Regions from separate parts of the Hordeum vulgare genome. Here region 2 is linked to region 1. The links are chromatin contacts, called in public Hi-C maps. All regions are on one chromosome and are shown on one strand. The core of a region is the stretch at or near the end of the contact, and the rest is flanking DNA. Distances in the headings are between cores, read along the strand shown.

Region 1 (4,245 bases), core at 877-3,376:
AATACAGGCTCACTAGATGGGACATCATTTGTAGGCCGAAAGACCAGGATGACCTTGGGATTGAGAATTTAGAGGCTAAGAAAAAATGTGTGTTGAGTAAGTGGTTGTTCAGGTTATCTATTGAGAGCAAAGGCATGTGGGTACAAATTCTGCATAATAAATGCCTACAAACTAAGGTCTAAACCAAAGTTACCGTCAGACCAAATGATTCACCTTGTTGGAAGGGCCTAATAAGGACGAAGGCAGCCTTTTTCCAGAGATCTAAATTTCTCATTGAAAATGGTGAGTTGACGAGATTCTGATAGGATACGTGGCTAGGAAGACGTCGCTTGCTACTCAATATCCATCTCTATGTTATATTGTACAACGTAAGGGTGCATATGTCAAACTATACCTCTAAATATACAATTCCGGAGAGCTCTAATTGAAGATCGATGGGCTGCCTCGCTACATCTTGTCAACCGTGGTTTTCTTCTCAACCGAGGAATGAGCAGTCCTACCTCGACTTGCCAGCGGTCTGCTGACCTGACCCGCTGACGTGACCATTTCGCTGTGGACACTAGGAACCGGGACGCCGTGTGGAACAGAGAGCTTGCTGGAGGAAGCGGTTCAGATCAGAGAGCCGACCTCCCCAGGGTAAAGTCGATTGTGTGTCTGGCCAGGTTTTCCTGCCAATACTTTTCATATATAGTCCTCGCTGCGATGCTCCCCCGTCAAATTCATCCTTGTCCACGGCCTTCGCTTTAGTATCTCTTCGGTGTTGGCAATTAGGCGGCATCGTTAGGATTTGATGGAATCTGAAAAGTATTCACCTCCGTTGACCGCGTGCTTAGGCTTGACACCGACGGCCAGCAAACTCGGGCACCTCACCTCCCCGAGTAAGCGCGTACGCCCCTTGACTAGGCCTAGTCAGGGCCGGGCCGACAAAATTTGGAGGCCCTGTGTTAAATTAAAAAATGAGGTTCTATCTTATTAGAAAAAAATATTTCTTCGTTTTTTAAATATAATTTTTTTAGAGATTCCACATACATATTTTAAAGACTGGATTTGATCATTTTGCGCCGTAGTGAAATGTTTAAATATATTATATATATATATATATATATATATATATATATATATATATATATATATATATATATATATATATATATATATATATATATATATATATATATATATATATATATATATAAACGGAGGAAGTAATGCGTAGTTATAATGCATATATATCTCACAATTTTTTTAATAACCTATATAATTTAATGTCTTACATGACAATTGAATATATAAGAAACCATACTTATTCAACTCCCAGTTGCATAATATTTATTTGAACAACATTATTCTTTTAGTATTTTTTAAAATAAAATCTTTATTTTGCAATTATGTGTCAATATTTTGCAATTAAACGAACAGTTTAACTCACCTAGGTTCGTGTCTTGATCGACTAAATTGCTATACTATGACATTTAAATGAGTAGGCAAGAATCGAGTAGGTTCGCGCCGCAGTAGCCGATCAATTGATCGATCTAAACTTTCCATTTTCAATCAAAGAGGAGGGCCGCATGGAAACTGTTTTTGATTAAGCCGTGGTTTAGGCATGTAGAGCAGCTCTAGCATACCCCGCATCCCGGCTCGACCCGAAAAATAATCGTCAAAATGCGGGTCCGGACTGGAAAACCCGCCCGATCAGACCCCGCATCCCACCCCGGCCCGTAATTTTTTTACGGGGCACGATAAAATCTCGGCCCCAACCCACGTATTCGCGGGTTTCCACTTCACCGTTGCGGTGCCCCGCATATGAGCGAAAACGGTTGGTGGAGGACATTTCAGCCCGCGCTTTCTCTCACCAAAGCATATTCCGTGAATATGCTCTTTTATGGGTCCGTTTGAGGGGTCTGCATCTGGACCAGCCCGCAAAAGCTGTTTTACGCAAACTGCAAACACGTTTTGCGGGTCGGACGAATGCGGGGTCTGCTAGAGTTGCTCTAACGACTAGCGCGAGAGTGAGACAATATATTTTTCCTTTTGTGATCGATCAGAGCATACCATGCCAAGCCTAACGTGTAGGAAAGCTCTTTTTATTTTGAAATGCATACTAGGCCTATATAAATATTTGGGCCCCCAAAAGTTATGGATCCGGTATGGGCCGCACAGTTTGACACTTTGACACAACTATGGACCCGGCCCTGGGCCTAGTGCATCCATAGAAACCAATGTACTTCAGGTATAACTTTTTGTTTGCTGCTGTTAGGTCCATTTCAATGCTTGAGAGTGTAGTGTTAAGAGTGTCACATAGGCTTAAAAATGATGTGGCAAAATAACTAAAGATGACCAATAGAACGTTCTGTGTTGTTACGGGCTACAATGAGTCACATAAATAATTATGACTGTCGTCAAATCAAAATTTATTTCTTTCCTGTACGTCCGGACGTGTCCGGCCATCAAAAGGATGCCTCGCGGGCTCCCGTGTCTGACCATCAAAAGGATGCCCCATGGGCTCCCCATGTTAAATTGTTGTTATATGTACAAATCTTGCGAGATTAATTCTTGGTCAGAATTAGAAGGAGCCATGTGGTCGGTGATTATTTTGAGTAGCAAACTATAATCTGGTTCTGTTAAGGAGCCATGTGACTGGAGATACAAATTTTTGACAAAAATAAAGATGGATGGGTGACTCACCTCTCATGGTTGACTTGTGCATCCATAAATTGATCACTGGTGTTGCCAAATAAAGCTACCTTGGGGGGAGAACAACGGTGTACATGCTCCAAAGATACGAAGAGCTCCTATTCTTCCATATCACCTTCTCATTCATCGACCTCATCAGATATGTCGCAAAAAATCCACCTCATTCGCATGAACGAACCCTGTTGTGCAATTGTGCTCAAATTGTCACACAAAATCCGCTTGCCAAATTGTAATATATAACCGGGACTAATACATGAATAGTATGTGTGCAACTATGCATAGTAAAGGTTCTTAAAATAGTGACCGAACTAAATTCATTGATATAAAGCTATAAAGAATTCAAGATATAATAGGGACACAAACACAATTTAACAAAATAAATAGTCACACACAATCTTCATCGTAACTATGTATATATATCCATGAACAGTATGCAACTATGCACAGAAAAAAAAACTCAAACCAGTAGTAAGTGGGAAAACTAATATCTGTAAATGTAAATAATAAGAACTGGCTGGACTCTGGCGAAAACACGGTCAAGGCTCAAAGCATGAACAAATATCAAAGCAAACTTCACTCATGGTCATACCTGACCAAACGGGCCGGCACGGCACGTTGTAAACGGGGCCAGCACAACACGGCCCGCACCGGCACGTTTACTAATCGGGTCATGCTGTGTCAGCCCGTGGGTTGCGTGTCCAGGCCCAGGCACGACCCGGTTATTAAACGGGCCGGCATGTATATCCAATTAGCACGTTGAGTCACATATTTTTAGCTTTATGGATTTATTTTTGGGTCTATTGGATCATATATTATGTATATATATATTTACAAAAATCTAAATATATATATAAAAATAAACGGGTCGTGCCGTGCCCAACCTCCACACACACGCACGTCCCAAGACATGCTGCGTGCCTCGCACGGGCCCGTTTAAGTTGTGTCGTGCGTGACCCATGACGGGTCGTGCCAACGGGGTCGCGGACTGGCCTGTTTAGCCCGACCCGTTTGGCCAGCTATAGTCATGGTGTTGGCACATAGGCTTAGCACACCCACAATGCCAATTCTCCTCGGGCCTTCATTTTCTCGACAAAGAATGAGATCAAATCAGTAATTTTCTAGGACTAAATATCAGTACCCAAGCTCATGGCTTGTTATAGCTAAAATAGAGTGTTTTAATGTGTGTACAATGCAGAATAACCTATTGTTATATTTGCCAGATAAATAAAAAAGGTTATTTTTTCTCGAAGCATTACTCACTTAATAGGAGCCTTATAATCTGCGCATATGTTGCTCCATTAAGCCTAGCAACAACAGAAAAAATCGATAATGGTAACATAGAAGGTCATTCAAGTGAATTTTCCATCGAGTTCTTGATGCCCCTCATACGTCTTCAACTTATCTATAGTTTTTTATTGTTCCATGCTATTATATTATCATTTCAGGATACTTTTGGGGTATTTATTTATCAATTTATATTATTTTTAAATACTAACATATTGACCCGATGCCCAGTGCGAGTTGCCGCTTTTTGCGTATTTTTAGCTTTTC
Region 2 (4,245 bases), core at 1,254-3,753, 190 kb after region 1:
TACAATCATAGCTTTGCAACCAACTCTAGTTATCATTCTTGGGCGCTTCGTTTTCCCTTCGTCTGTGACCTCTTTCTTGGCTCGAACTTCACGGAAGCCTTCCTTGGAGCACACAATCTGGCGAGAAATGATTGAATTATCACGCCTTGAACGGCAATACCTGCTAATACGTGCACGAAAACCATTAAGCCTCGCATAATTTATATAGAACAATTTCGCGGCTTCTTCAGAATCAAATTCCATACCCTCAACCGGCTCCCCAACAGGGTCTACCTCGGTAGATTGTGGCTTTTCAATTGGATTAAGGTCCTGATGTGCTGACCTAATATCAAGTTTTCTTGGTGGAACTGATCCATGATTATGGGTTTTCACAAATTTAGCAACTACCCATTTGCCAGGACCAATTTTTTTTATCATTATCATAGCCTTACAACCAACTCTAGTACCTGTCCGTTCTTGCTGTTTTTGGTCAGGGTGGAGGCCTTCACAGTTACGCGTTTCATGAAATCCCTCCTTTGAGCATACAATACGACGAGAAATAATTGAATTATCACGTCTGGAGCGGGTATACCTGCTGATCCGAATACGAAAACCTGCATGTCTCGCATACAAGCTGTAAAAATCCCTTGCAGCATCTTCAGACTCAAATTCCATACCTTCGCAAGGTGTTAATTCAGTATCATCTTCATGTCCAATTAGATTTTCTGCTTCTGATGGTTCATGTGATGAAATCTCCATAACAGTAAAGGCTCGGGGAAGTCCGGTTAAATCATCATTTTGCTCATTGTCTCGTTTTGACTCAAACTGCTCTGATTAGTAATATACCTTCCATAACCAGTATCGACCGTCACAAATCTATGTAGATTTTCCTCAACGTCTCTTTTCTATACTTTTGAATAATATAATTACAACAATCATCAACGTGGCGCCTTATAAAATTACCATTATGGTCCACGGCAGTCCAGCTATGGCCCTACCTTCAAACTTGTTCACATGGTACGCAGGATGCAGAACTGTAAAATGATCTAAAGTTAGATGATATCAATCAGATATTGCAGCAAGCAGGATTGTATCTTGATAAGGAAAAATGTAAATGACTTGTGAGATCTCTGACAACTTTGTTCAAACACCAGTAAGCAAATAGGGTTAAGTGAAAGGTGTCAGGAAAATCGTCTAGGGGGTACAAGAACAGGAGCCAGGCATCTTTTTATCAGAGTTAACCACAGGATCAGATGACGGAGTTCATTGCTACCATAATATGAAAATCGTTCAGAAAATGTGTGGAGATAAAGGATTGGCCCATTTCAAAGAGCTACTCCACATCATGATTACTCGTAAGACATATTGATGATGCAGCATTGCATAGGTAAGTAGAAGCACTTTGTTGCCCTGTCAGAGCTCTAGGAACCACACAAGCAACAATTTTCTAATAATCGCAAAGTACTACAGTATATTTTTACCATTCGAAATTAGAATACTTGGTCATAAATGTCAATGGCTGGCATTCAGAAACTGAGTTAGGCATGCAAAGTTTCTGTTAAACGATTTCAGTTTAAGCCACATGGTTCTAAGTTGAGTATGACTTTTGGTTGAATTGTCCAGGAAACTTATTAGAGGTAAAAACAAACTTGGCACTATTTAAAGATACACTTTCTCCTTCTCTTCTTCGGAGCTTTTGAGCCCCTTTTCTCCTTTTATGGAACTTTTTTACTGTTGAATGTTTACTTCCATTGATGACCGTACTAACAAGGACCTGCACTAGTAACGGTCTAGTATGAACCTTACTCTGGTACAAAGTAGCACGTGATCCTCCGGCGCAGCCGCCTCACCACAAGTTCTTATTATGGACAGACACGGAACTGATCGAACACTCAAAACTGTTCTAATGATTGAGTCCATGCGCGGCAACAAAAAATTCCATTTATAGGCATGCATGAAACGGAAGTACTCCTATATATCACGGACAATAAAGCAAGAAAGCGATTAACTTGAGCCCAGATAGGACTAGAACAACAACATCACAACAAAAGTTAAAAAAAAAAAACAGAAAGCCTTTTATGTGGAGGAACTCGGCACGCACCTGTGCTCCCGATAATCCCGAAACCAGCGCAGGAAAACCGATGGGCCAGGAACCAAGAAACGAACAGCCCGAGCGGTTGCACCCAGGTGGTGGATACGGCAGGTGGTGGGGGCGGTCAAATCGAGCCCAGGCGCGACGACCAGATCAGTACGGAACGCCAGGAAGAAGGAGAGGAGGCGGAGGAAGAAGAAGATGAAGCGCGGAAGGGAGGGGATGGATTGGGCGTGGAGAAGTCGCGGCGACTGCTCATCGTTAGCATTAGGGAAAGGGATCGCCGGTGGGATTAGTGTGGATGGATGAGGAGAATTCGGGAGGAATTTTTTTTTGGATTAAAGAAAGGAGACGGCCGGGACGCGAGTGGGGGAGGGAGACGGCGAAGGTGGTGGTGGTGGATGAGGCCGGATCTTCGGAGGGCGGAACGGACGGCGGAGCGTCGAGCGCGCGGGAGCGGCGGAGGGCGGGGATCTCGAGATGTTCGTGCGTATCCGCCCGCCCAACGGCCCAACCGTCCAAGTGGATAAACAACTCACGGTGAGGCGGGCCGTGATGCTGACGTGGGGGGCTGGGGACCCATTTACCAGGGACGCTGTTTGTGCCGGGGAGGGGACTGGATGAGCGTCGCCGTTGCGTCCTTCTCATCATCCGGCGGCCGTGCTCTTTTCCGTCTTGGAAAGAAAGTTGTGGGTTTTGTTTCAAAAATCAACCCAGTTTTGCGACCTTCCATGGAAACAAAAATACTCAGAGCATCTCCTATTGTTCTCATATTTAAATGCATGAATGGCTGTGTCTATTTGTGTTAAAAAAAATAGTTATCGTATTTAAGGCATCTAAAAAGATGTTGTACACATATTGCACACATACAAAGAAACCACATGTATACATATTGCACGCACACAAAATACTAAATACATTTCAAATGAGTCCAAAACGAACAACAAATTACTCCCTCGTGTCAAAAAAAAGTCTTATATTTTGAGAAGAGTGGGTATTACATAGTTTGGCAAATTATTACATAGTGCATCAAATCCATATAACATAAATTGTTTATCAAGGTGAACAACAACGATCAACACACAATACAACAAAGTTCATCACACAAATGCAACAAGCATTACTCATATAAAGGATGTAGGAGTACCCACCACCTAGGGCGCCTCGCAGGCGGAGAGGCTCGCCTAGCCGTCTGTTGCCGGGTGGCATGCCGCAAGGACTTCTCAAGAGAGATCTGATCTTTTCGGACGGCTCATGCCCAGGCGACACGGCTGGAGGGTCCATGACGGGTGGACCAGCCAACGCGCTCGGGGCCATCGTCATTGGGTGGCTTCATCGCGTGGACTCTCACGCATGTGAGCGTGTTCGAACCTGCTTGTCGATGTCTTGGATTCGTCCGATCGCGCCAGGGAGGAGCTTCTCGGGACAACTTTGCGTCATCTGATCTGCCCCGATGTCACGCGTCCGGGTGACCCGATGATACGCCCATTTTGCATCATGTTTTCTCAATGATATTTATTGTATTTTGGATCGTTATTTCACTTTATGATGCAATCCTAATGCCCTTTCTTTCTTAATTTGCAAGTTTCACACACAAGAGGGAGATTGTTGGCAGCTGAAATTCTAGACCGAAAAGGGTTATAGAAGAGTTGAATATTGTCTCAAACTCCAAATGACCTTTAAATTTTGGAGAAATATTTTGGAATATACAAAAACACTGGCGAAGGAATTACTAGAGGAGGATCCGCGAGGGTGTCACGAGCCGATGTGGCACGCCCTACCCCTCCAAGGCTCGCCAAGCAGACTCGTGGCTCACTTGGCTGGCCCCAGGGCCCATCTTCTCCTATAAGGTGCTATTTGCCCTAGAAAATCAGAAGAAGACTTAGTACATCACCGCCATCTCGAGGCAGAACCTGGGTAGGAGCACTTTTGCTCTTCACGGGAGCGATTCCGTCGGGGAAACTTCCCTTCGGTAGGGGGAAATCGAAGACATTGTCATCACAATGTTCCCTCCTTCGTGGGAGGACCAATCTTAACCAACATCTTCACCAGCACCATATTGTCTCAAACCCTAGCTCATCTCTTGTATTCAATCTTTGCCTCAAAACCTTAGATTGGTACATGTGGGTTGCTAGTAGTGTTGATTACATCTCGTAGTTGATGCTGGTTGGTTT

Evidence for each region. A called contact is a pair of places that touch in the nucleus more often than the background predicts.
Region 2: a contact with region 1 is called in a Hi-C map of leaf, with 2.3 times the contacts expected there. The contact joins the promoter of LOC123449117 here to the enhancer-like site in region 1. A contact is called at or near these places in 3 of 6 Hi-C or Micro-C datasets (leaf and seedling) and 1 of 1 datasets of contacts at active chromatin or transcription factors (embryo).

What each region holds. Positions count from the first base shown.
Region 1 is chr4H:495,055,020-495,059,264 of MorexV3_pseudomolecules_assembly, forward strand. No RefSeq gene overlaps it. Among protein-coding and RNA genes, the nearest start is that of LOC123450656, 100 kb to the right of the region's middle. Within about 2 kb of position 2,127, at least 3 of the 3 cell types and tissues checked have open chromatin away from gene starts, as enhancers often do. A contact at or near this core is called in leaf and seedling, where this site is marked.
Region 2 is chr4H:495,246,201-495,250,445 of MorexV3_pseudomolecules_assembly, forward strand. It overlaps LOC123449117, which reads right to left and starts at 2,504. Exons shown (of 6, transcript XM_045126209.1): 1 at 2,081-2,504; 2 at 1,786-1,950; 3 at 1-1,013. The coding sequence starts at 738.